Linked DNA regions of Mus musculus: regions 2, 3, 4 and 5 are each linked to region 1. Evidence: chromatin contacts called from public HiCAR-type, HiChIP or PLAC-seq and promoter capture Hi-C data. All regions are on one chromosome and are shown on one strand. The core of a region is the stretch at or near the end of the contact, and the rest is flanking DNA. Distances in the headings are between cores, read along the strand shown.

What was found. Promoter capture Hi-C pulls out the DNA fragments that hold promoters and counts their contacts. HiCAR-type assays count read pairs that join an accessible place to other places. HiChIP or PLAC-seq counts read pairs in DNA pulled down with a chosen protein or histone mark.
Region 2: a contact with region 1 is called in an H3K4me3 HiChIP or PLAC-seq map of stem cell-derived neural progenitor cells, with 2.7 times the contacts expected there. The contact joins the promoter of Tjp1 here to the promoter of Nsmce3 in region 1. A contact is called at or near these places in 2 of 39 promoter capture datasets (both in the C10 cell line) and 4 of 115 datasets of contacts at active chromatin or transcription factors (large pre-B cells, microglia, pancreatic cancer cells and 1 more).
Region 3: a contact with region 1 is called in a promoter capture Hi-C map of the C10 cell line, with 4 times the contacts expected there. The contact joins the enhancer-like site here to the promoter of Nsmce3 in region 1. A contact is called at or near these places in 6 of 39 promoter capture datasets (the 3T3-L1 cell line, the C10 cell line, embryonic stem cells and 2 more) and 4 of 115 datasets of contacts at active chromatin or transcription factors (astrocytes, large pre-B cells and stem cell-derived neural progenitor cells).
Region 4: a HiCAR-type map of astrocytes shows a contact between it and region 1, with 2.2 times the contacts expected there. The contact joins the promoter of Apba2 here to the promoter of Nsmce3 in region 1. A contact is called at or near these places in 3 of 39 promoter capture datasets (hippocampal neurons and liver), 1 of 484 Hi-C or Micro-C datasets (embryonic stem cells) and 1 of 115 datasets of contacts at active chromatin or transcription factors (astrocytes).
Region 5: an H3K27ac HiChIP or PLAC-seq map of embryonic stem cells shows a contact between it and region 1, with 3 times the contacts expected there. The contact joins the promoter of 1810049I09Rik here to the promoter of Nsmce3 in region 1. A contact is called at or near these places in 2 of 39 promoter capture datasets (cranial neural crest and neural stem cells), 7 of 115 datasets of contacts at active chromatin or transcription factors (embryonic stem cells, large pre-B cells and stem cell-derived neural progenitor cells) and 1 of 9 other capture datasets (embryonic stem cells).

What each region holds. Positions count from the first base shown.
Region 1 is chr7:64,869,994-64,875,508 of GRCm38.p6, forward strand. It overlaps Nsmce3 (NSE3 homolog, SMC5-SMC6 complex component), which reads right to left and starts at 3,047. Exons shown (of 1, transcript NM_023239.5): 1 at 1,689-3,047. The coding sequence starts at 2,925. The coding sequence ends at 2,086. All of the region lies in intron 2 of Fam189a1 (family with sequence similarity 189, member A1), which reads right to left.
Region 2 is chr7:65,369,026-65,374,540 of GRCm38.p6, forward strand. It overlaps Tjp1 (tight junction protein 1), which reads right to left and starts at 2,219. Exons shown (of 27, transcript NM_001163574.1): 1 at 1,785-2,219. The coding sequence starts at 1,811.
Region 3 is chr7:65,294,801-65,300,315 of GRCm38.p6, forward strand. It overlaps Tjp1 (tight junction protein 1), which reads right to left. Exons shown (of 27, transcript NM_001163574.1): 26 at 4,870-5,013; 27 at 1,365-2,867. The coding sequence ends at 2,773. Among named protein-coding and RNA genes, the nearest start is that of Tjp1, 74 kb to the right of the region's middle. Within about 2 kb of position 3,366, at least 4 of the 459 cell types and tissues checked have an H3K27ac peak or open chromatin away from gene starts, as enhancers often do.
Region 4 is chr7:64,499,595-64,505,109 of GRCm38.p6, forward strand. It overlaps Apba2 (amyloid beta (A4) precursor protein-binding, family A, member 2), which reads left to right and starts at 2,544. Exons shown (of 15, transcript NM_001291166.1): 1 at 2,544-2,659.
Region 5 is chr7:65,209,948-65,215,462 of GRCm38.p6, forward strand. It overlaps 1810049I09Rik (RIKEN cDNA 1810049I09 gene), which reads right to left and starts at 3,473. Exons shown (of 2, transcript NR_166507.1): 1 at 3,309-3,473; 2 at 2,867-3,148.

The DNA of each region.
Region 1 (5,515 bases), core at 1,797-4,296:
TCAGATTATGCATACATTAACTTCAATGTATACATGTAACTTCAAAGATACAGTAACGTCAAAAATAGCTGGTTAAAAAAAACGCTGTGCTGTGATAAAGGACACAAGGCAACTTATGTAAGCCATGAACGCCCACAAAAGAAAAACATATTCTCCGTGAACGTGCACATACATGTAAAGTTATATAATGGCATGATATGCAGTTCTGGAACCTGTCAAGAAAGATAAGAGTTTATCTAGCCTCTAATGTAGCACAGCATCTCCAACAAAATAGCTTGACAGTAAACTGTGAAGCCCTCGGAAAACCGGGATACCATTACTGTACCTGACAGTTCTGAGACAATGGGCACAGAGGACAACTTAAGCAGCACAGCACAACCGAAAGCTGACTCAGGTCAGGAGCCCATGGGCAGAAGGTAACTCATACACTAACCTAAAAAGTAACCAAGAAGGGGGACTCAAGGATAAACTAGTCCTTGCCTAAAAATTTCCAGATCTCCTCGTGCTGTTTAGTCAACTTGACATAAACTGGGGTCATCTGGAAAGAAAGACCCTCAATTGAGAACATGCTTCCACCAGGTGGAACACTTTCTTGATCGATTTTTGATGTGGGAGGGCCCAGTTCACTGTAGATAATGCTATCCCTGGGGCAAGTGGTCCTGAGCTGTTTAAGCAGGCTGGGCAAGCCAGTTAGCAGTGTTCCTTCATAGCCTCTACTTTATTTCCAGCCTCCAGGATTCCTCAGTGATGGACTACAACTGAAATAAAACCCTTACCTTCCAAGCTGCCTGTGGTCATGGTATGTCACAGCTGGAGAAAGCATCCTAGGACACTACTGCAACACAAGCCAACAGTCAGTAGCCCCTCTCGTCCCTTCAGACCTCGTAGCTACCACAGACTCCTCTAGTTGGCCTCTAGTTCAGGGCTGATTAAAGTCACCTGTCCTCACTGCCACCCTGTTTGTTCTTCTGATGACGAACTTGCAACTCTTCTCAGAACAACAGTACTTACTGCCTGTGCCCAGTGTTTGGCCAGATACTATGAAGAACTCCAAGGAATCTGTGAACTTGTTTCCTGACTCACCTATAGCAACATAAAGTGCCCCTCATCTTGTGGTAGCCTTGTTCACACTGGTCTGTCCGCACCAGACATCACCCTGAGTTCTTCTAAAGAACTATTCTTCCACACCAGGGCTTTGCTCAGCTTTATCTCGTTTCCTATTTATTCACCTTAAGGGCACACTTGATTCTACAGATACACAAGCTAAATTCTTCTGGTGGAACAGGATCTGCACTTGGGCAGTGTGGTTCCCAATCAGGCCTGGTTAATCGATACGACACGACACTGTTTTATAAACCGGAGACCTAACGATTTTTACAACTTGCTCTAATACACATTCACACACTTCTGCAACACCATTGACTTAGCTTATCATGGAAAAAAAAAAAAAGTCTGGAATCATGACATTTCCTTTTTAGCCGCAATTTCTAACAGGGAAACAATAATAATAATAATGGTGAACTGACTCAAAAGTATAGTATTTGTTATACTAGAAAAGAATCTTAAGTAGAACCCATAGGACAACAGAATTATGATTATGAATATAAAAATGCTAGAAAACACATCACATAGATTTCGTGGGACCACAAGTGCTCACACCCAACAGAATATGTATATTTAAAGCTGTGTTGACAAGAAGCTAAAACAATTTTATTTTCAATTTTAAAAAGACTTTTATTTTTCCCCAGGAACTAGTCATTAAGATAATAGCTACCCTGTTTCTTTATCGTCTAGAACATCAAAGCAATTTACCAAAGTGTTCCTTCTTGAATATGTTTGGCATCATACAATTTCATTTAGGTTTAGAAAGTTAGAAAACTCTTTATAAACAAAAAGACAATTAAATGAAAATTTAAAGCTCCAAACCATAATAATAATAATAAAAAAATCAAACAAAAAACCCTGCAACACATCCTAACGCTCCAAGGCCTTTATGCGTAGCAGAATCAAGCTTCCTCCGACCCCCATTCCCCCTGTTCTTTTATACTGGATCTCCAGAGTCCCTCAGACCATAACTCAAAGAGTTCAAGAGGATGTGGCTGGGGCACTAGCAGTTGCAGGTCTAGCCCTACTCTCCTCATCTGCCAAAGCCTCGCAGTATTGTGTGGGCCAGTCTTTGGGGTCCTGGTTATGGACTTTGGCCACAAACTTAAGAACTTTCATCTTGCTGGTTTCCAGGTTGGTTCGCGGGCCCCACTGTAATTCATAGTCCACAGGATCGGTGTGGGGTATCCTCCGGTACTCCAAGTAGCGCTGCCGCACAAAGTCTTCGGTAATGAGTTTCTTTGGGTCGCCAAAAATTAAGTGTTTCTTAGTGGGGTACACTCCGAGCCGTCGCAGGAAGTCCCAGACCTCAGTCTCGGTGATGGTGTTGCCTTTCATGAAGATAAGCCCCAGGACTATCATAAGCAGGCCCGAGATGGGGGTACCCTGATCGCCCCTCATCTCCGCATCCGCCTCCACCGGCTCCAGCATGTTGATGAGGATGTAGCTGTGGCTCTTGGGCTCCAGCTCCACCAGCTTGTACCCGAACACGTATTGCAGGCGCTCGGCGGCCAGCTTCAGAAGGTTGGGGTACACGTCCCGGTAGTCGCCCACCACGTGCTTCAGGATGTCCGTCCGCTTGATCGGGATCTTCTTCTGGTCCTTGATCAGCAGGAACTGCACCAGCTCGGCCACCTTCAGCTCCAGCTGCTTCTGAGTGCGCGGCCCCACGGTCGGGGCCGACAGGGAAGCGCGGGAGCCCTGGGAGGAGCCGCCCGCGGCGCGGGACGTGCTGGGTCCTTCCTCGCCAGCGCCTCCCCAGTCCCGCTCCGGGTCAGCCTGCGTGCTGGGCCGACCGCGGCCCCTCGGCTTCTGCAACATGTCCCCGGTCGGCGGAGAGCAGGCCGCGATCGGGAGCAGCAACCGCCAGAAGACTCCGCCGAGCGAGCGCGCCCCAGAGGCTGGGAGAGAAGCTGCGGCGCGCGCGTGACGTCACGTCGCCGGCGCGCTGCGTCCGGGAGGCGGAGCGATACGACTGGGAGCCAGCCTGCGGGGGCGGGGACTCTTCATAGCTACTGCGCATGCGGAGGGCCTCGGCGCTGGCAGCAGCTCCTCCTGGGCTTTATCCCCAGTTTTAATGAGAATTGAATGGTGTTTATGAGCTCATATAAATAGAAAACAAGAACCAAAACTTCTCGGCAAGTGTGCGGTTGAGTTCTAGGGCACACCTGTTTAGACACGTCTAATAGTTTTTGGTTAGTTTTTAAGCTACAAAGTTTGTCTATGGAACACAAAGGATAAATGTGTGCGGGTGGGAAAATAAAGGGAGAGGAGGAAAAGATCTGGAAAGTCAAGAAAAAAAAAAAAAGAGTTACCGGGCAGTGGTGGCGCACGCCTTTACTCCCAGCACTTGGGAGGCAGCGGCAGGCAGGTCTCTGGGTTCGAGGCCAGCCTGGTCTACAGAGTGAGTTCCGGTGCAGCTAGGGCTACACAGAAAAAACCTGTTTCGAACCCCCCCCCCCCCCCAAATAAAAAAAAGTGTTGACTTGTGCACCAAATGCGGGACATGACAGACTAGGGGACCCTGTCCCGGTATCTGTCCTTGGCAGAGTTCATTCCCACCTGGCCAGTTAATTTCTGTACAATCCCTTGAGTCTGTAAGGGAAGTTATTCTTAAAAGCAAGACTTCTGCAATTTTCAGGTTCACATTCTCTTCATTGAATTTCAGTTAGATGACCATGAGAAACCACGTAAGCACTGCCAATAACGTGACTTAGTTTGGTAATGTGGACTGACCTTTTGGAAGACATGTTTGGGAAAACTGCCGCGGACCCACATCCACAATTTTAGCAGAAACATGTTAGAGGAATGCTAACCCCAGAGGCACTTGCTCTCTCCAGAGATTACCATTTAATTTAGGTTACCAATGATTGGGAGTAGCAATAATGTGAATTTCTTAATTCTCTCTCTTAATATATAAGCTTTAAAATCTCAATAAGAAAGAGAAGAGCTATCATCCTTTATAATTTGTGGTGTGTGTGGCTTGTAGATGGTTTAAATTGTGCAACTCTAATAGACAAAATGAGTCATTTCATTAACTCAAACCATCAGCAGTCTGTTGCTATTACTGCTGTGGATCTCAGCAAATGGGTTTCTTCTCCATTTACTGACAACGGAACTGAGTTTTCCTCTCTCTTTTTTAAAGCTACCAAGAAAATAGGTAAACTATTCAGAGAACGAACTCAAATTGATTTCCTCCTTAATGCAAATATATTCAGAGGAAAGCAATTCAGATCACATTATTTGAATAATAACACCAAAACATGGCCTTATTAAAATTTCATTAAATGTAAGCAGCATAAAATTTTTGTTTATAATTCAATATGAAAATGCACTCTGATAATGGGACCTGCAATGCTAATATAAAATCCCACCCCATGTTGTGATTCAAGTGTTCTGAAATCTAGTGAGCTTTGAGCAGTAACTTTCTATTCCATACAGGGTCTACGAAGACATCATCAAAGGTTGGTCGCAATGGCAGAGGCTGCAACAGTTTGAATGTGTCCTTTAAAGCTTGCATGTTGGAAATGTAATCCCCCCACTGAAGAGGGCTTTGTCCTCATGAGTGAATGAATGCCATGTTCTCTGTAATGAGTTAAGATTAAATCAATTTTGCCATTGTACTCTCTAAACCTCTCACGACACAGTGATGCTCCACAGATGTGGTACCTGGCCCCTAGTCCTCCCACCCTTCAGAGTCACGAGTGGAGGACAATTCTCCTATTTCCAGTTTACTCACTCTGTGCATTATTTTACAGCAACACAAAATGGACCGAGACCAACTAAATAAAACACAGCATCATGACACTCTTCCATTCATCTGCTTCAGTTTCCCTGCATACTGAATTCTGTATTTAAGTTCATCAAAGCCTCCTGCGATCTAAAAAATCTGCAAAAAGGTCCCTCCAGAAGGATCAGTTGTGCCTTGAGCCAAACAATTTCAGCAGCCAAGAGATAAGAGAGAAAAGGAAAATAAGATGAGAGCTGCTGTCAGCCATCAGGCTGCGTTTCAGTATTTTCTGTGTTAATTTCTTCACAGAGAACCATGCGACTCCAGAAGCTAGGCTAGCACCCAAGACTAGAAACCACAGCATCTTTTAGCAGCACCCCCCACACAGACAGCAGATGATCATGACTCAAAACACAGGAAGAAGGATACAGTTTTAAATCTCAAAACACCTTTCTCCATGCCATCCAGGATGCAGACGAGAAAACACAGGCACAGAATGATGTTATTAAAATGGAGGTTAGAAGTTGCAATGAGAAGGTCACCCAGACCCTGCATCCTACTTCCAACCGACAATGGAAACTATGAAGTCCTAACACGGAAGGTGGCAAAGGCAAGAGTCAATGCCTTTGCAAAGGTAACTGCAAACACTGCCTCTTCAGCCTCACACCAACCCTGTGGGGC
Region 2 (5,515 bases), core at 969-3,468, 500 kb after region 1:
GTAGCAGGTGTACAATACAAAAATGTAAATACAATTATATAAATTATACTCATTGCAATAACAATATCCTGGAAACAAGCCCAACAGCTCCATCCAAAAGGCAGTGATGACTGGAGCGGCATGGTGAAAACTACTCGACCTTACAAAGCTGGAGAATGAAAAGTACTGACGCACTCAAGTTCTACAACTGCTGTGCCAAAAACACAAGAGCAGGCTGCAAAACGAGTGTCTGTATGTCTTCACAGGGGTAGGAGAAACAAAAGCACCCTATGTAAAACAACCATGGAGCTGGAGCTTAAGCATTTTGGGTTCCCTGAGAACAATAAATGTGACTTAGGGAAGGAGGCAACTGGTTAACACTGCATTCACTAGCTCATTGAGGGAGGGCCTGGCTTTATGTAAGACTGCATCCAAGAAAATAACCCTTCAGTTCCCAGCTAAGGACGCAAATATTTAACTACAGAGGTGCCCCTATGTGCCATAAGATCTCAATACCATAATTTATGTGTAAAAGCACACCTTCTAAATCACCTTGCCACAGCAAGCTATTGGAAACACTTCTCTTGGAATAACACTTTCCAAGTGTGTTGTCTTGACTAACAAGTACCAGAGCTCACACTCTGAAACAAACTGACATTCTGTGTAATATGGCAACAAAGCCTTTCATCCCAGGAAAGGAAGTCCCAGCAAATGCAAATATCATCACTTATATTTTAAAAGTAACAAATGTTGCACTGATTCTAGTTTTTGGACCCAGTCTTTCTTTTAGATCTCTTATCAATGTTTGCTCAAAAAAAAAGATACAAACTAAATTACTCCTACAGGAGCAATACTCTATTCCTTAAAACAATCTATACTAAACCTTGTATCTGCCAAAGAAACAAGGTCCTGTCAAGAATTCAGAAATTTCCATCTATTCTCAAAGGTTATGATTAAGTATTTCAAATAGAAAACTACATAAAATCACCACCTGTTTAAGCTGTTTGAATAACGGATTGATTTTTCTCACACTGTATGTCTGTCATTGAAAAAGCAAGCACTTTAGGATTTTTTTTTAATTAAAACGTACAAAAGAAGGATTCTACTTCATCTTTAAGAATTTTAGCCTAATGTAATAATAATATAACACACTGTCAAGAAGCACACTTCAAAGCACACAGGAAAATAGGCAAGTTGTTTTGTGCAGAATTCACCGGGCTCTTTTGGTTTGCACCCATCTTACTGTCCATGTGTAGGGACACTTTGTGCTACTTCTGAAAGTTGAAATTAAAGTGCTTAAAAACTTTCCTCCTTCTGTGGCCTCACATAAATAATAAACCTCAAAATAAACCATAGCTACTCTAGAGCTGAGTGTTTTGCTGTCTCCAAGCTTTATCGCTGCCATTGCGCATACCGCAGCGGGTGACATCAGATCGAAACTATAGGGTTTCGTCGGGTACCAACCACTCCTCCAGAGCCAGCCCCGCGGCTACCCACCCACCCTCCTGCTGCAGCTGACACCCCCGGGTCTCCGCAGACACGCTCCCGGGACCTGAGAATCCTCACCCGGGGCGACTTTCCAGGCGCGGGACCTGTTGCACGTCGCCTCCCAGCGCGAGCCGGAGCCAGGCACCGGCAGCCGTGCACCTGCCCGGGCGGCAGGCGCACCCCCAGCCCGCCCTCCCGCCTTCCCTCACCGCCCCGCCGCGGTCGCCCCCGGCTGCCGCCGCGGGGAGGGCGGGGCGAGGCTCCCCCGCCGCCCCCCGCCGCCCAGCCCGCCGCCCGGCTGGCCGAGAGGTTCTCACCTTAGCGGCCGCGGCCCTGGCGGACATCTTGTCTCTCTCCGCGCCGCGCGAAGCTCCTCGGACCCGAAACTCCGCGCCGCCGGCCCGCCCGCTCCTCACGCCACCGTCCGCATAAACATCTCCCGGGGACGAGCGGGGCAGGGGCGGGGGAGGCCGGAAAGGCCCGGCCCACGGGGAGGGGATTCAAGTGGGACAAAAGTCCGGGAAGCGTCCGCCCCGCCCGGGCTTCTCCGCGGGGCACACCCGGCCGCCTGCTCGGCCTCCGCCGCCCTCCGCCGGCTCGCCGCTCCGCAGTACCCGGGCCTCCGGCTGTCCCCTACACCCTCGGGCGTCTCCTCCAAAGCCTGCTCCCGCACGTAACTTCCCCGGAACGCGCGGCCGCCGAGAGACGTGCCGTCGGCGGGCAGAGCCGTCGCGGGCAACTCAGGCGGCCACGCAAAACCTGCCGGACCGGGCCACTGAGCATGCCCAGCCGGCGGGGGCGGGGCCTCCGCGAGGGGCGGGGCCAGGCCGGGTCCGACCCCCGCGCGGAAGGAAAAGCTCGGCTACCCAAGTTACTTGCTAGGCGGTTTCCGCTGCCGCGCGATCCATCCTGTTTGTTTTTATCACAGATCCGGCAGAATTCGATTCACCCCCACCCCCGAGAACCCCAAACTCCTGTGTACTAAAGCTTTTTGACTCCCTACACAGACTTGTCTACTTTCTCCTCAACCAGCAACCCCAGATGGGCCCCACGCAGGAGTGTGACAATTAAGGTCGGCCTGGCCAATACCCAACTGTGGTTTCTTTAGCCTCGCAAGTAACAATGGTCACAACTGTCACCATGTGTCTCGGCACTGTTACCCCATTGGAGATATGTTTTTGTTTAAAGCACAACAGAAGCGTTCTAGAAGGCTCAGGACAAACCGACTGCCTTAAATAAACCAGGTACAAATCTGGACACTGAGATAATCCCAGCCCCCTTCTCCCGCCTCGCTAGACAGGGATCTCAATAGAATATTTTAGGCTATCAAGATTGCTGAAATTCTTGGCCCCTGAAGAGACAGAGCAGGCTGCCTGCCTTTCTAAACCAGAAAAGGATGTAAGGACACGCGGAATTCAACAAGTTCAATAGGCCACTGTGCAAACTTAGGCCAACTGTCTTGCTGAACCAAAAAAAAAAAAAAAAAAAAATTAGGTAGAAAACTATTTCGAGCTTCATTAATTTACATTCTGTATACTGCAAAGCTCTTAAGGAATATTAGAAAAATTTAGTAACATTAGATAACATCCTAAAGTACCTAGCATAGTGCTACAGTAGCCATACAAGGAAGAGGGAGACAGAAGCATCGGCTTTTAGACTATTGTTGTCTTTTGAGAATTCAACTATATGACCAATTTAAACCTAATTCTAACTTGGAAATATCCATACATGAAATGTAAACATCAATTAAGGTTTCAAAGTCAAGTATTTTGTAACTCTAAGCCAGCTGAACCAGAAAAGAGCATCGTGCAAACCAAACCCTGTTTCTCGGCATGTAGGAAAACAGTTAAAGTCAGTTTTGTTTTTTGTTTTGTTTTGTTTTAGTTGTGGTGTGTGTAGTTATTTCACAGGCAAAGTGTCCTGTGTTCTCTCAAAGGGGGTGATTAAATTTATCCTATGAGAAAACAGCATTATAAAAGACTTGGGTGTGCTGTGGCTGAGAAAGCGGTTCCTGAAGGACTTTCATACCAGGGAGGGCATTACCATTTAATAAGAGATGCACTCTGCAAACCTGCCTAGCAGTTTGATGCGCCTACTCCTTCCCTTTTCTCTTTGGTCAATCAGTTTATCAAGTCTATTATGTAAGCTAAATATTAGATCACTACATCGTGTCTACATCTAATTTACCTGATTGGTCTTATCTTGCCATGGCTTTAAAAAAAAAATGAAATCAAGGAAAACCATTTCACTTTCAGAACACTTTGCTTTAAAAAGTGTGTCAATTAAAAATTTCCAAATAATGTAACCATTCTTAAAATTTTTCCAGTGGTATTTTGAGTAACCAAATTAAATTATCTAACATGAACTATAAGCTGCACTAGGTAAGTTGAATAGATTTTTTTTTTTTCTGAAACAGGGTTTCTCTGTGTAGCCCTGGCTGTCCTGCAACTCACTCTGTAGACCAGGCTGGCCTCGAACTCAGAAATCCGCCTGCCTCTGCCTCCTGAGTGCTGGGATTAAAGGCGTGCACCACCACGCCCGGATTCTTTTTTTTTTTTTTTTTTTTTTTTTGTGAATAGATATTCTTAATATCTAAACCAAACTATATTTGTATATCTTTTCCAAATAGCAAGGGAAGGGTCCCATCATTTACAGAAATGAAGGTGCGGGTGCCATCATGAAACCTATTAATTTGTATCCTAACAAAAATAATTTTAAAAAATCATTTTTAAAGAAAAACACTTTTGGAGGAATCTTATCTCCTCCCTAAAGTTTAACTGACTGGGGGTGGGGGATGTTTCTCTACAGTTTATGGGGAGGGCTTCAATATGGGGGAGTAGAGCGCATATAGCATCATCACTATCATTCTCATGAATTTAAATTTAAAAGGGAGAAATGCAAGTAAGCTAGAGCACCTCACTGAAAGTTACAAGAAAGTTCAACCAAACATTTCTTCCCTTTGTGTGCAGATTTCTTTCTGATCTAATGCAAAGGAACAGGAAACTGAAAACCACAACACTCAGAGGCACAACTTCCTGTGGGACTTCTGGTGTCTGCGGTCGGTCGGGTCGGTCGGAGCGGAGCGAAAGGAACTGAATACAGCAGCTTTAGAAATCTTAGAATTGCTAAGTACCATGGCCTTGATTCAATGAACTGTGTCTACACTCACTCATTATATATGGATATTTATGTTTCTACTGTAAAAACGAAACAAAAGACAACCACCTCTAGAAAGGCATAGTGAGGTTGCTTTTCATAAGTGCTGTGGGTTTATTCCTGGAAAGGAAAGAGGAAATGTTGGGCACCATGAGGTGATCTTGATAATGCAACGGGAGAGAGTATACTTAGCCCCCCCCACCCCCCCCCCCGAGGTATCAACAGTAGGGTACTGTCACAGAGTGTTCTGACCAGGCCACATCACTAAGGAGTCTGTGGATGGCTTCAGGACTTTCCTATGCCCATAGTCACAGGGCAGAACAAAATGGGAACAAACTTTCTCTGACTTGTCAAATTTCTAGAGTCCTTAAACAGTCAGGGCACAGTAGTGTATGCCTTTAACCCCAACAGAGGACAGAGGCTGAGGCAGGCAGATCTCAGTGAACCCTAGGCAAGCTGGTCTGCATAGTGAGATCCAGAACAGCCCGAGCTACTGAGAAAGGAGAGACCCACCTCAATGGATAGAAATGAGTAGGGGAGTCAGTTCTTTCCTTTTACCAGGTCCCAGGTCCTTATGCTTGGCTCTTCACTGCTGAGCCATCTCACCAGCCCTTATTTGTATCATTTTAAAATAAACATTATAAGTTGTATACCTAAAGGTTACTAAACATTTTATGTTTTATATGTGTGTGTGTGTGTCTATATATATATATACAACTACAATAAAGATACAAAAACTTTGTTAATGATCGATGCTACTTGATTTTTACCATAAGCGAATATTAATTGTACATATTAGTAGGTTTCACTGTTACATTTCCATAAGAACATAGCCAGTGCTTGCATCATATCTACCCTCCCAGCATCTCTGCCTTGCTCGTCCCTTTGTCGA
Region 3 (5,515 bases), core at 2,116-4,615, 430 kb after region 1:
AAAGGGATAAAGGTATTGTGAAACAAGCTTGTTGGACTTTTGTAATTTTTGTTAAAAAGACAATGTATGAGCCAGTGATCACTTTGTTAGGTATTTAGTCAAGTGAAACCAAAGTTATACTCCTAAAAAAATTTCTAAGTAAATGTTTATAGCCTCTGTACTGATAATCTCCCAAATGTGGAAACAACCCCAAAGATCCTCAAGGAGAATAAACTATAAACTCTAGTACAGCCACACTCTGGAACTACTACTGTAACAAAAGCTGCCAAAAGCTGTAACTGTGTCATGTGATGTGAAAGCAGCCAGGCTCCAGACCCCACAAAGGCCAAGCCATAGCAACGGTAAAGAGACTGGGTTCCTAAGGCCTGGAAAGGGAGTAGTGTGTGCCAGGGCACAAGGTATGGGGATGAGCAGCTCTCTACGAATTAACTATGGTAATGCTTTAACAAGTCAGCTTTAGCTTTCATAGGTAAATGGCTTCCTAGGCAAGAACAATGTACTTCTCAAAATTTGGAGAACTATATACCTCAAAAAGGATAATGTGAATAAACAGAAAGAAGCAAAACCCACAAAGGTGGGCTACTATTCACAAATATGTACCAAAAAAAACCACAAAAAACAAAAACAAAACCGTATAGAAATGACTTCGATGTCAGTAATGTGGTACATAAATAAGATTAGCACAGTGGATATCTGCAGCCATTAAAAACCATTTTCTTCTCAAAGGTGGTAGTATAACACAGGGCCCAGGGTATAAACTGTTCCGGAGAAAGGACTGCACAAACAGGTCCTAAAGAACAGACATGGCATAGAGGACACCATGATGCCTAGAGTTTGCCTACTAGCTTTTGATTAGCATGCCCGATCCACAGTACACAGTGGGTGTGGGAAACAGGACTCAGCATGTACAATATTTAACTAGTGACATGGTGATTACTGCAAAGGCTCCAAACAGAACAGCAGGGGCTGAAGAGATGGCTTAGTGTGTAAAAGCACTGCTCTCACACTCGTGAGGGCCTGAGTCTGGATGTCCAGCACCAACAGAGACTGAGTATGCAGACGGGACATGTCTGCACCCCCGTCACTGGAGGCTGGGAGGAGGTACAAACAGACCCTTGAATCCTGCTGGCCAGCCAGGCTAGCAATCTCAGAGTTCTGGGTTCAAGGCAAGATCCTGCCTCAAAAATAAGAAAGACGCTGACAGGAAGATAGCTGACATCCATCTCTGACCTACACATACACACCACACACACACACACACACACACACACACACACACACACACACACACACACACAAATTTAAAGCAGGGTTATAAAGTTGCTTGGAATGGGAAACAGAGAGCAAATAAACCAAACTAATACTGTATTTTAAAAAGTTTTATTCTTGCAGATTTAGAAATTTGAGATTTTTTTTTAATAACCACAAAAGAAATCCTTTCACACCTACTGATTATTAACAGAATGTAGTGGTGTATTATCTAAACAGAAATCGTGCTGATGTGCCATAATAAACTGTCTATTAGTAAAAAAATACACTTTAGGGCACAGTATTGTATCACAAATTTTACAGAAGGGATACTTTGCAAGAATTTAATCAAACTAGAGTAACTGTATCTTTTAAATGCAGCACTTAAAAATGTAACAACTCTGTGCATTCTTTTTCTTAGAAAAATGACCTTGTATGTGTAGAAATGCTGCTTTATTGCTGCAGAGGTCAAAGTTCAAGGCTCAAGAGGTACAGGAGAGAATACAAAGGTAGCCTTAGAAACTTGGTTCTGTTTATGTATAAAAAGGTAAAGTTTATAAAAGTTAATTTACAAACCAAGAACAAAAGTGGTATGCACGCATTATGTACATGCGTCCTGAAAGCATCAAACATCTCAGATGCACAGCCCAAAGAACAGAAGACTGCCACTCCCCCTGTCAAAAAAATATTTTAAGTCACACCATTATTTTCTTCCAGGTAATTTGCACATTTCTGAAACCATCAAGTCCACAATCTACTCAGTCTTTTCCATGGTACAGTATCTAGATATGCACAGAACTCATAAAAACTTAGTAATACACAGCGAAATGATGGAAGAATTAAACCCACTAGGGTAAGGCATTCCTGCTGGTTACATGTCTGTGGTGATATGTTAATTTATAGATTCAGAGGCCATGAACCGGGCTCACATGCTTTGGTGTCCTTCCCTAAAAGAAATGTGTTTTCATATACAATAAGTAATTGTCTTCATTTGACCCTCCCTCCCCAAGTTATAAATCCCCCTGCTGTACATTTCTGTTAAATCCACTATACTGGTTATATATTCCAGGTGCATTTGTAAAAAATGTGTGCACATTACCTCATGCATAATAAAATAAAATGTGTATGCTAGGCCAAGGCCATAATAAACTTTGAGTGTACTTTGGAAAGAACAGAACTCAAATGCACCCCCATTTACTGGCTGGTATTTTTAACGGAAATCAGTATGTGAAGTTAAGCAGTGACCATAAAAAAGTACAAAAATCATTACAAAGCAAAAATATCTTTGAACCTCTAGCCAATGCCTGACAGTTCTTCACTCAATAACACATAGCTTGTAGCATGTTTTCTGACCGTGGCTCAGGGGCATGCTCGCTAACCTTCATCAGTTCCAACAAATGCTTAATACTACCAATTGCAGTATAAATTCTAAGAAAATATAATACTCATTAGAGTGGTTCCATTTAGATTTAGTAAGTTCAATCCACGTTCACATTGCTTAGTCCAGTTCCTATACACTAAGAATTAAAAGTGGTCAATCAGGACAGAAACACAGTTGGCTCCAACAAGGTAATTCGGATCTCCAGGAAGACACTTGTTTTGCCAGGTTTTAGGGTCACCTATGAGAGGAAAAAAAGATTCTGATGTCACTCATGATTGTCTAGACTGCTACCCACAATGTTTTGCTATTAATGGAACAAATATAAACACACATATTAGAATTTTCTTCTATTTCTTCAAATAGTATACTTCTATCCAAACTTAGTGTTTTAAGTAGACTTGCTGGCTACAATCATCTGAAAGCTGTTTTAGATGTCTCTTTTGTTATCCAATTCACTGGACTTTTAATATAGGAATAAAAGTTATAAAGACTCAGACAATCACATGGCTGAGACAACTGGAGTTGCTCTGCAGTGTACACAACTATTAACACCGTCTTTTTGGATAGAACTGTATGTTAACCCATTTGAGCTAAATGTAAGAACACACTGCTCACACTCAGTTACTGCAAACAAAGGGTATTTTGCCAAGTTCTGTAGCACCTACTTCCTGAAGACTCCTCCCCCTTACCAAGCCAAACCAGTGAGACAACATCAGAGTCTTCCCTAATTCTGGCTGTGCAATAAAATCATTTGTGGCATTTGTGGGAATTCAAAACACCCACTGGCTATGTAGCTCTAAGTGAGTCTTAAAGAAACCCTTGGTATTTTCAGATTTACATCCTGCACAGAGACCTGGCAGTGGATATGACCTGTGAACAATGGGAAACTGCCTCTGTGGTAGCCAAGGGAGTTGAGACTCAAAGCTGCTGACTGTTCCTCCCTTCCAATAGGCCTAGGCCAGGAAAGCTTCTGTGCCTGTGAGGCAGTGTGAGAAGCTTCTGCCACAAATAACACCAGACAACTGACACAGAGGAGCGACTAGCCCTCTTGTGACGCACCAGGCAACCCCTCTAACAGCTGTCAACTATTCCAGTTGTGTCCTCTATGTACTGTAAGATATGCATCACATTTGATAAGGAATCGAATGCTTTAATAAGGAATCACTGACAAAACTACTCAGACAACTCTAGAAATCAAAGGCATCTTCCTCATCATTATGTTTTAAGTTTCTTCTCAACATACTAGCGTTTGCTGCACTCACGTCAGTACTTAGCGACACTCACATACTGAGCAGGTAGGTTAGCAGTAGCAATACGGTCTACTGCGGTACTGGGTGGGTCACACAAGGTGTATCTTATTTTCTGGGTGAACACACTTCAGTGCTCACAGAAAGTGTATGGTCTCAGAACAACTGAACAGTAGCCCACAATTACTGGAAGTGACAAACATGTAGCTCATCTGTGGATCCTGTAAGGCCACTTGCAGCAGGCAGTTTAGATAAAGCTGGCCTCAAAACTGCAGCATCCTCCGGCCTCTCAGTGCCCATTTTCAACACTGCTTAACTTTTCCTTCACTACTTAAAATCAGCCCACAATGCTTTCTTCCAAAGGGATATTTAAATAGGACCCTACTGTAAACTCTGTAGTAACCTTTGCTTCATATTGGACCAAACTGAAACTTACTAACACTCACCGACTTATACAAATTTAGGGGCAAAACTTTACATTTTTGTTTTTCTAAGGATCCTGTTAGGGTGAACAATATTGGCAGTAAAGACTGACTTCTAAGTTACTCAATCAAGAAATATGAAAATGCAACGCAAGCTTTGAAATCATGAGCCAATGAGCAAAAGTCACTTAAAACAGTGCATAACAAGAGTTACTTGAGAGGTTCAGGCTGGAAAAAACCAAGCCCCTGGCCAGGCACCATCACTGTGGAAACTTTCTAAGTGTAATAAACACTTTGCACCTTGAAAAAAATCTGATAGATTATATACATTTTTAAGCCCCAAGAACAGCCAATTTTTAGCCAAATTGCCAATTATTAAAAGGTAGAAAAGTCTCCACGGTCCCATATGCATTTATAGCATATAAACCGCAGGTTTAAAACACTAGCAATGCTTCCGAGGCCACAGGGACAGAGGGAAGACCTGTTCACACACAGCGTGGGAAGCACCAAGAGCTCAGGCATTAATCAACGACAGTTCCCAAAGCCCAGAGACAGAGTGAGGAGAGCATACCCGACGAGGAGTCGGATGATTTTAGAGCAAAAGACCAACCGTCAGGAGTCATGGACGCACAGTGTGGCAAGCGTAGCTCCACGGGCTTCAGGAACTTGAGGCCATGGGGCCCACACATCACTAGGGGGCTCAGCAGAGTTTCACCTGGAGTCAAGGAGAGAAAGGAGCAACAGAGATGACTGAAGTCTTCCCACGAGATACAGTCAATCCTAGTACACATTTGCTAAAGCCAAATAACATTAGTTCTCCATAGCAGTGCTAAGAAAAATACGGTGGACACTAAAATTATAATTTGTAAGATTTTAATAGATATATTAGAGGAAAAAGAAATGTGACATTCATTTTAATATTTTATCTAACAATGTGGCTGAAAAAATATTTCAACATATAACCAATAGACTCCGTCTCTGATGCCCATTTTACATTTCTAGTACTATAAAATCCCATATAACCAGGGGCTATTAAATTCCAATCCCACCGACTAAGTCTGTAGCACAACATATTCAAAGCACTTTTTGGCATTCCCTGGGGGTTGGGGTGGGGAGGACCTTATTTGGTGTGTGTGTGTGTGTGTGTGTGTGTGTGTGTGTGTGAACGTGCACATGCCATGCTGTGCTAGTGAAGGTCAGAGTGTAATCTGCAGGAA
Region 4 (5,515 bases), core at 1,294-3,793, 370 kb before region 1:
TGACTTCTGGAACATACTGTGCTATTGACTCTGGAGTCTCTGACAGGTAAAAGCAATGACAGCTTAGTGTGGTTTCGGTTTTCTTTTTCTTTTTCTTTTTCTTTTGTGATGCTGGGGTGGATGCCAGGGTCTCATGTACTCTACAACGGTGTCCCATTGTGGAGCCACACTCCCAGCCCCTCGTATGTTTAATAGTTGTTTGTAAGCTGGTAGGATGGCTCAGCAATTAGAGGTGTCTGCAGCCAAGCCTGATGACCTGAATTTAATCCCCAGGATCACATGGTGGAAGGAGAGAACCAACTCCTGAAAGTTGTAATGACCTACACACACACACACACACACACACACACACACACACACTCATACACACACACACTCACATACATACACACTCAATACATACACACACTCACACACACACACTCATACACACACACTCATACACACACACTCATACACACACACACACACACACACTCATACACACACACACTCATACACACACTCACACACACTCATACACACACTCACACACACACTCATACACACACACTCATACACACACACTCATACACACACACACACTCATACACACACACACACTCATACACACACACACTCATACACACACACACACACTCACATACATACACACACTCACACACACTCATATACACACACACACTCATACACACACACTCACATACATACACACACTCACACACACACTCATACACACACACACACACTCACATACACACACACTCATACACACACACACACACTCACATACATACACACACTCACACACACACACACACACACACACACACACACACACACACACACACACTCATACACACACACCCTGAAAGGGTAATAGAAGTGCTAAGAGATTAAAAGTCGTTTGTATTTCCTTTCTTGTGAGTTGCCCATTTTATTTTTTAACTTGGGCAAGGTCCAGGTAGGGAGGTGGAGTGCTTGCTAGTGTGCACAATGTCCTGTGCCCTGCAGAGCAGACAGACACATCTGGATCTCACACTTAGCAGTCAGTGCAATGGAACAGTTTTGCATTTAGAGCTGAGCTGAACTTTTTGTCAGGGGGGTCAATAGAATATTTAAGGTGATGGACAACAAGCAAGAAGGAATGGTCAGCTCTAGGAGGAGGAAGAATGGCTCTAGGGTGGACCTATTTGGTCCCTGAGCTGCCAGAGCTGCTCTGCTATTGACTGGTGAGGTAGGGGTGGGGGGTGGGGTAATGGAGGGTGAAAGAGAGGGAGGCAGACAGGTCCCAGGCCTAGGAGGTCCTTACTAGGTCTGCCCCTGTATTCAGTTTTTCTCCAGGCCCTTCTCGGGGTCACCTCTGTCACTGTGGGCATCAGGAAGTTCTTTTCTCACCCCACTCACCCTCCTCTTCCTTTGGTGACATTCCTCTGATCTTCTGCCACCTGGCCTTCATCTCAGGCTAGGACTGAAGGAAGAGAGAGAGGAAGAGGGAGAACCAGGCCAATTGGAAGCATTTGGGGGCTGAAGTGGAGCCCCCCATTCCCTAAAACAGAGCACCCTGTGTGCCTTAAACCTGCAAGTTGCCACAAATGCATAGGGCTGAGTGAAAGGTCAAAGGTGACAATAAAGCCCAACGTTCAAGAATTTCAAGAGGTTTGTTTCTTACTGAGGGTAGCCAACTGGTTCTCATTGGGGGTATTAGAGGTTGGGGCCCTCTCCCTTCTGGACATCCCAGGCAACACAGGTATCAGAGACTCGGTGGTTATCAGGGACCGGGTGAGAAGACCTTGTGTGTGGTTATCAGGGACCGGGTGAGAAGACCTTGTGGCCAGAAGGCTTCTGGTGATTGACTGTGGGGAAGCAGGACAAGGCTTGCCCCTCAGGAAAGGCTTTCTGGGGCCACAATACCCTAGAGAGTCAAGGGATTCGGGCCGGCCGGGGCTCCGCATAGAGCGGAGCTGGCAGAGCAGGGCGCGGTCGCCGCAGCCCCTCAGCGCCGCACGCTCTCCGGAGCCCGCCAGGGGGCAGCGCGGCGTCAGGGGCAGGGTGCGGGCACCGGCAGCATCTCCTTCACCTGTTCTGCCTGCCCAGGACCAGACTGTTAAGGCTCCCCAACTGGCCGGTCCCAGCTCACTCCCAGGAACCTGTGTGCTCCTCAAGGGGCCACCGCGACTCGCGGAGCCTATCTCAGCCCGTATCCCAAGGACCCAGGTCCCAGGTGGGCTCGTCCGCTGTCCCCGCCGCTGTCCCCGCGCCGCACCCGGAGGCGCCGCGCTGGGCGCCGAAGCATCTTTGTCTGCGCTTTGCGCGGCCGCGCGGTCTTGAATCCCTTGATTCCCTAAGGTCTCTTTAGAAAGCGTTTCCACCCCGCGTGGCCGGGCGCAGGAGGAGCGGGGGCGGTCGGTGTGGCGGCGGATAGGGCGGTGCGGGTGCGGGTGCTCCCGGGCCGCGCCGCGTGCGCCCGGTAGAGGCGGCCCTGCGTGTCGTGCGCGGCGTCCGGGGCGCGCCCGCCGCTATCCAGCTTCCCGGGCTCATTAGCAGTCTCGGTGTGCGGCTCGGCGCGGGCTCACAAAGAGCTGCTGCGGCGCCCCGCTCTCGGCCTCGCCGACCCAGTCGGGGGCGGCGGCGCATCGCGCAACCCGCGCGGGCGCAGGTAAGTGGGGCCCGGGGCGCCAGAGTCTCCGCGGCAGCAGCCTGGGTTGCCCGGTTCCGCGTGGGGGGAGCCGGGGCGCAGTGGGGGGCGCGGATGCTGTGGTCCCAGCGCTCCCTTTCGGACCTTGTGGGGCTCTGGAGAGGCAGAGGGGCATCGTCGACAGAGCGGGCCACCGCTGGGACCGGGGGGTGCTACGGACCAGCGCCCCTCTCTCTCCGGACCCACCGGACCCTCCGAGCCACTGACCAGCGGCCGGGCGCGGCAGGGATCAGCTGGCCGCTAGGTTATCAGGGGCTTGCGAAGCGGCGGCGCGGGGCTACCTGGTGTGGCCAGAGGAGATGGTCACTCGTCTGGGTCCCCCTATTATTGCGTTGGGGGGGGGGTTGTCTAGAGGGGAGCTGCTTGGCACTGATTCCAAGTCCCGATGCTGGGCGGCAACTCGGGAGTTTGGGGTCGCTGCTGGGTTCGCTGCTTCCAGGCAACCGGTCTTTGATCTGTACCCCTCCCTCCCCTTTCCCTTTATAATGAGGCCCGGGGGAGAAACTCAGTTAAAAATTCCACACCCCGTATTCTCTGGGGGGATGCGGCGGGGACATGCCCCTTATCCTGGCTGCTTCCTCTTGGCAGGCAGAGCCCGGCAAGGGGACTTGGGTATGGAGGATGAAGGGGAACATTGATCCCAGCTTTTTTCAAGCCTTGTTTTCACAGGGAGCAGTATGGGCAGCAGGCCTCTATATGCCAAAGCTGTGGGTGAACTTCCCCTGAGTGCGGTAGGGATAGGAGCAGGTACCAGTGGGGCTCTGCAAGGGCTTGCCCTGGCTGTAGGCGCCTTAAATAAAGCCTACTAGTCTTAACTTAGAATTCAGTTATGGAAGACTTTTAATTCTTTAATATCTGTTTATTTGTATGTGACTTGACAGAGGCCAAACTTAAATTCGAATTTAAATAAAGCCAGCTCACTCAGGCCTTGTGCACGGTGAAGTTCTTAAACCTTGCTTGTTTTTCTTGGCCTTTCTTCATGTCTGAACTGATTTGTCCCGGTCCCCTTAGACCCCAAGACCCCTTCTTCCTTTATGGATATAGATTTGAGGAAGGATAGTGGTTTCGAAAACAAAGACCCGTAAGCTTTAAGGGTCCAAGTGAACAACTTTTTCTGAAGTACTGATCTGCAGGTGCCAAGAACCAATGGGCAGGCTCCCTTTGGGGCCCGGTCCCTCCAAAGAGGCAAGGATGGGGCTTTCCTGGACAGCAGCAATCTGAGGCAGGGGACTCAGGGCAGAGTGGCTGGGTGACTTTGTCCTGCACTCAGATTGCTGGGTGGTCATGGTGTGCTGCAGAGGGTCTCCTGAACTTTGGAGCTCTGGAACAGAGGGGTGAGTGACACAGACGAAGAACCTGCAGGGACTCCAAGCCACATGGAAGGGATTAGTGGGTCGTGGAACTGGCTATGAGCTGGAGGTACCAACACCTCTCCTTCCATGGCACCACCAAGTCCTTGTCCGCTTGTCCTTGGGACAGTCTCTGAGCTGGGTATAGCCATGTCCCCCCACCCCCAGCTTTTCTCATCTCTCGGGTGTCAGGCAGCAGTAGACTTACCCCACTGCTGCTTTTCCATGTCTGGGGTGCTGGGCCGCACTGAATCAGATGGTCTGTGAGTGGGTGTGAGCCTGAGTCTTTGTGCTGGAAGGGGCCGACATTGAGGACCATTCACTTCTGCTTGCCTTCTTCTTTCCCCTGTGAGGCAACCCCAGACCCAAGTGGTAGCTTGTTAACTAGTTGGCATAACACCCTTCTGTTTCTCTTCCTTCCTTCCTTCCTTCCTTCCTTCCTTCCTTCCTTCCTTCCTTCCTTCCTTTCTCTTTCTTTCTTTCTTTCTCTTCCTTTCTTTCTCTTCTTCTTCTTCTTCTTCTTCTTCTTCTTCTTCTTCTTCTTCTTCTTCTTCTTCTTCTTCCTCTTCCTCCTCCTCCTCCTCCTCTTCCCTCTCCCCCTCCTCCTCCTCCTCCTCCTTTTTTGAATAAAATATTAGTTTCACAGTAATAATTGGTAGGGATGGTCTGTGAAATGGAGGTGCATAAATGTCCAATTTGCCAACTGAGCTAAGAAATGCCAGATAAAAATAAAAGATAATTGTAAAAGACACCAATCACACCCCTGGAGGCTGAGAGGGAGTGTTGAAACACCTTGACTTTTCCTAGACAAAACTGAGGAACTCAGAGGAAAAAAGCATTTGATAGTAAGGCTAGCATCTACCAGGCTTTGTTTAGGTTGGGCACTGGTCACTGCGCCCTGTTGGAAAGGCAGAATGGGGGTAGGATCTACCTGACCACAGAGGAATCCTCAAGTCTTCAATTTACTGCTGCATCTTGTCTGTCCCCTGCTCTCATGAAGTTCAACAGGTGAGGGTCTCCACCGATACCACGTTCTTGACGATCCTAGGGACAGATGAGTGTGGAGGTTCTGAACAGCCTCACTGGCCTGGAGGGCCTTCCAAACCAAATGGCAGATACTTGCATATCCTGCCTGACAGCCTCCGTCCTTAGTATGGTGGCAGCCTGGGCCGTGTGCCCTCTTTTCCTGCTCCCGCCTCCTCTTCTTGCTGGTGATGAGGATTAGAGGCATGTAAGCCACTGGTGAGGAGTGGTGTGGCGGCTGGTTGGCAGGCAGGCATTTCTGACATAGGTTATACTTGGGATGCTGGCCCGGGGGCAGGGGCTAGAAGGGTGCTTACTCATTCCCTTGGAGGAAGATTAGGTGACAGCTAATCTGGGGGGGGGGCGGGGGGCTTCTCTCCTCCAGCTCCTCCTCTCTGATGCCCCACCCACCAGCTGGGCCAGGGCCAGCAGGAGTCTCCAGGCA
Region 5 (5,515 bases), core at 2,223-4,722, 340 kb after region 1:
TAAGTGCCAGAGTGGGGGGCCTACCCAGGGGGACCCCACCTGCTCAGAAGAGAAGGGGAGGGAGGATGGGGAGAAGGGTTGTGGGAAAGGGTGACCAAGAGATAGGCAGTGAGTGGGATATAAAGTGAATTAGGAGAATTATAATAATAATAATAAATTTAATAAATAAGAAAGCACAGTAGGAATCACACATTTATCTTGAAGGGTTTAAATAAAAGTACACAGAGCTGGGTTGGGAGGAAGGGTGAGCAGATCTAGGAAGATTTGGGAGGGGGATATAATCAAAACACATTATGAAAACTTTCAGTGAACTAATAAAAAATTTAATATCCTAATCTCAATAAATAAAAGGAGTAATTTTTAAAATGTCATTTGAGGTGGTGCAGACCTGTAATCCCAGAATTGATGAGGCTGAGGAAAAAGAAGAGTTTTGTGCCCACGGCCCTAGGCAGCTCTCATCCCTGCCCAGAGGCTTCACTTGGAAGTAGGCATCAAGTCAGGGAAGGATGCGTGTTAGGAGAAAGTGAGGAGAAGCTGGTCATGTGCCTGGCTCTAAAAGATCATCTATAGCAATGCCTGCAGCGTCGTGTCTCGGAGAACATCGTCAAGAAGGAGGGCAAGAGAACCTAAGAGCTGGAGGAAGGGAAGCAGGGTAAGACACGCTATCTAAGACACACTATATAAGGCACATAGGCAGGCTGTATTCTGTACTTGACGTGGGTTTTGTACTCATCAACTCTGAAGCACTGGTCGCCTGCACAAGACCCGACAAAGATCAGCCAGATAAAATCCTAGGATAGATGGGTTAGAGCCAGGTTACAGGCATTGCTTGGGAGCTATTGGTAGTTAATAGGTGCTGGAGAAGGGACCATCTTTTTGAGGATGTAGCCACGTGTGGGTTTCCCATGCCCCAAAGAATAGACCCTCATCCATGCATGGATGGGCAACACCAGCTGAACCGAGTGGGTTATCAAACAAATATGACCTTGGAAAGGGGCAGTTTGGGTGGGCATGAGGAGAGCTGGAGAGGGAAAAGGAAGTATGATCATATTCATAATAAAATGTATGGAATGCTCAAAAGCAATATGTTTTTTGGTTTGGAGACAGGGTCTCTCTGTCTAGCTCTGGCTGTCCTGGAACTTACTCTGTAGACCAAGCTGGCCTCAAACTCAGAAATCTGCCTACCTCTACCTCCCAAGTGCTGGGATTAAAGACGTGCACCACCACTGCCTGGCCACATATTTTTTAAAAACTAGACACAGACACTCCTGTTTTCATTACTCTCATCATTGATGTTCATTTTCTTTAAAGGCCATTTTTCTCAATGGAATATATGTACTGCTTCTTAGAGTGCTCCTGGGGGCCACTTAATGAACCCAAACGTAAGGCTGCTTGGTCATGTGATACTGGCAATCAGTAGCTTCGGTCTGAGTTGAGTTAACACACACACACACACACACACACACACACACACACACACACACACTCGGCCCTGAAGCATGGTAGCCATCCCTTCCAGCAGCTCCTTCATGGCTACCCAGGATTACTATTGGCGACTTCTGGCTGCAGAAGTGTGAAGTTCCGGGGAGATGTGCTGGGTACCCAGGAGACACTGTGCCCCACTGGTGGACCAGTTTTGTTTTTTTGTTTTGTTTTGTTTTGTTTTGTTTGTTTGTTTGTTTGTTTGTTTTCGGGAAACCTACTCTTCCATTCATAGCTACAGTGTTGGAGTCTCCTGAACACACACTCCCACAGGCCTCCAGAAGCCGGATCACATCCATCCTGGGCAGCCCAACAGCAGAGCCCTCCTCCTGATCTGTCAGAATCAGCAGCCTGCCCAAGCTTAAGCGGTGCTAGGCCAGAGCCCACCGTCTCATCCCTCCCTATAAACTAGGCAAGCTGAACAGACACCAGCAGGAGCGGGAAAGAGCCCCGTCTTGGTTCACAGCACTCAGCTTTCCTGACCCCATAACTCTGTCTTGCACAAAGCAGAAAATAAACTCACAGTAGCTATCAGATAGATAGATAGATAGATAGATAGATAGATAGATAGATAGATAGATAGATAGATAGATAGATAGATAGATAAAGGAGGGGGAACGCTTTGGAGCAGGTGACCGCAGAGAAGAGAAAGTGGAAGGTAAGCTAGAGTCACTGTGCTCAGGACCTGACTCTGACTAAGGAAGGCTCTCCCAGAGCCAGAGAGAAAGCGCTGCCAATTACTGAGCAAGATAACACAAAAGCTGCCCCAGAACAAGACTTGAAATTCCTATTTTTCTCTTGAAGGTTGAATTTGGTAACATAAAATCCTAATTTTTCCACGTGGTAAGATTTCTCAGCAAACATTTCAATATGCAGCAGAGGTAGTGGCAATAGTTGTCACTCTCTGTTTAACAGGAATTAAAAATGCAAACTACTCATAATATGCAAATAAGTCAATTAAAAAAAAAAACCAACCCAGTAGAAAACTGGGTGAAAGACATGTAGACAAAAACTGTTCACAAAAAGGAACGGAAAGGGACAGATAAGTGGAAGACTAGTCACCCTGGCCACCAAGGAAATGTAAACGGGACTGGGCATGGCTGGGTGTGGTGGCACACACGTTTGGTTCTAGTACTGGGTGGCAAATGGATCTCTGTGAGTTCGAGGCCCATTTGGTTTGCATGGAGTTCCAGGCCAGCCAGGACTGCATAGTGAGGCCCTACGTGAGCGCTGTGACTAGGAATTATCTAGACACAATACTGTTTAAAACTGAACTCTCCTGGGAAGGGGGACGGGGGGAGGGGCGGGGGGGGGGACGACACAGGAGAGGCCTGGGAACAAGCAACCATCAGTCACAAGGTTTAGGAAAGGAGCTGACCCTGGATTTCCTTTCAGATCAGGCTTTATTGGAAGAGAGATTTTGGAGATGGGGCAGGGCATGCTGGAGACTTGAGGCTGGAGAGTTCTAAAGAGCTTCACACCAGACAGCTCGATGCTTTCCTGAAGGGAGAGAGTCTTCAAAGCCCGGAGGATCTGTGAGACAGCCGCCATGTGGCAGGGAGTCCGAAGGAAAGAGCCTCAAATCCCACACACCGAGGGGTTTCTGACTCCGATTTGCAAAGGGGTATGAGGAAGTTCCGTACCATGTGACTTAGCTTGGCCTAGCCTACAAGTCAAAGGGAGCAGCAGACAGTGGGTAGGACTACAAACTTACAGGGGAATGGTTGGGAGCATTTGCCATCGTTCTCTGTCTCACAGACTGCAGTGAGGCAGTCTGACTGTCCCCAGCTGCTGCATATGACAGATCTTAAAATGGCAGGTCTAACCTGTGACAGCTCCAGAGTGAGACGTGGCCACCTCAAGCAGTCACCGAGTGGGATGGGCCAGATGCTGACAAGCCAAAAATACGTCCACGCAGTGGAAGTCTCAGCTTGGGCAGTGGAGTGCTTAGCTCTCAGAGATGACTTCATCACTGCAGAAAGCTCCAACTTGAGATCAGCAGGCGGTTTAACCGGTTTAACCGCTGGAGCCAGAACTCTTAGAACTCTGAAGCTGGTCAGGTGACACAAAGGCCGGTCTCTCTAGCAGGCTGTTTAAATACTCCTGGAGTTTAGAAGGACACAAACAGATCTGCCTGTCCAGCACTGTCTTTCTCTAGTCCTTCGAAGTGTGCTGAGAATAGAACACTCCCGTTAGAACCTTAGCCAGCCCGGAGGGTAATGGCTTCTCTGGAGAATGGAAGAACCTGCTTGGCCCAACAGACTGAAGAGCCAAGTGTGTCCAGCAGAGGCCTCTGGTGGGCAAAAAATAGAATCTCCTGAAGTGAAGACAGTGCTGGTGGGCACTGTCCAGAAAGGCTCAGCAGCCAGCCGGGGCATAGGAAAGACAGTTCACAAGGGCAACTGACCGTATCTCTGTCTGTCTGCCTGGAGGATGGCACTTTAGAAGACCCAGAAACAAACGCTCCAAAATCCATTTTCTTTGCCCCTTATGTTTCCCTTTTTTCTTTACACTACACTCTTACAAATACTTTGACTCTTAGAGAGACAGAGAGAGGGGATGGGAGCTTTGGTGATGTTATTGTTTTTCATTTAATTTTATGTATGCATTTTATTTACTGTCCAATCAAATTTATGTTCTCTCTCACTCTTCACAACCCTCCTCCCCTTTCATTCATCCTAGATTTCCACACAGAAATAAACCCCTTATTTCTTCATCTGTACAAATGTTGAATCAAAATGGATAAAGACCTTAACGGACGATCCCAAACTCAGAAACTACCAAGGGGAAACTTGGGGGACCCTTGAGAGTCAGCTTAGTATAGGAGAGGTGTTGCTGGGAAGAACTCCAGAAGCTCAGGAAATAATCTTGAGATCTGACAAACAAGATCATATGACATTTCAAAGCTTCTGCACCACGATGCCAAGAGTTGTCAGGGTAAAGTGGGAGCCTATAAAACCAGAGATCTACAGCTGTACATCAGAAGGGGACTGATACCCAGCATCTGCGGAGACTCCTCTGAATTAAATACTATCACCACAAAAATTAGCAAACAAATCATCCACTCCATAAATGGACAAATGAATGACACCATTCTTAAAAGCAGAAATACAAACATCCAATAAACATTCCAAAGCCAGTCAATATCCTGAACCAGGAGGGAAATGCAAACTGAAATCACATTAATAGACCTTCTCACCCCATCAGAGTAGACATCGTCAACAAAATGAACGGGCAGAAATGCTGGCAGGGATGTGAAAAAAGAGGGACACGTAGGCACTGCTGGTGGGCGTACACTGCTGTGGCCACTGTAGAAATCTGTATGGAGTTTCCTCAAAAAATAAAAATCAAATCACCAAATGACCCAGATGATCCTTGGTGGATACCTGAAGGAATTTAAGTCAGCCTGCCACAGAGATTCTCACATGAATCTATTTATGGTAGCTCTGTACACAATACTGAGGGAGAGTCTCAGGAGAGTGGCACATGGCTCGTGTTTTGTCCTGTGGTTGAGATTATACATTGGTACAACCGTTGACAATAGCAACTGATGGTTGGTTGGTTGGTTGGTTGGTTGGTTGGTTGTGGTGCTGGGGATCTAATCCAAAGCCTTGCATATTCTAGGAATGGCTGTACTGCCGAGCATTCTCCAGCCTTGACTGTCTCTTTTGGTGTAAAAATGGTGAAACATGGGCCAGCAAGATGCTCAGTGGGTGAAAATGCAGCACAAGCAAGCCTGAGTTCAATATCCAGAACCTATGGTGGAGAGAGAGAGCCAACTCCTGAAAGCTTTCCTCTGTCCCCCCTCCCCCACACACACGTGCCCACATTCACACACACTCATTATATATATAATACACACACGCACACGCACATAACTAAAAAAGAAACTGTGTCATGTCCTAAAAAGTGGGCAGACTTGGAATGGTGGCACACTGCTCATAATTCCAGCATCTGTAAGATTGTGAGTGGGGGGGTGGGGGTGGGTCAACCCGGGCTACATACAAATCAGAGAGGGAGAGGGGGAGAGAGA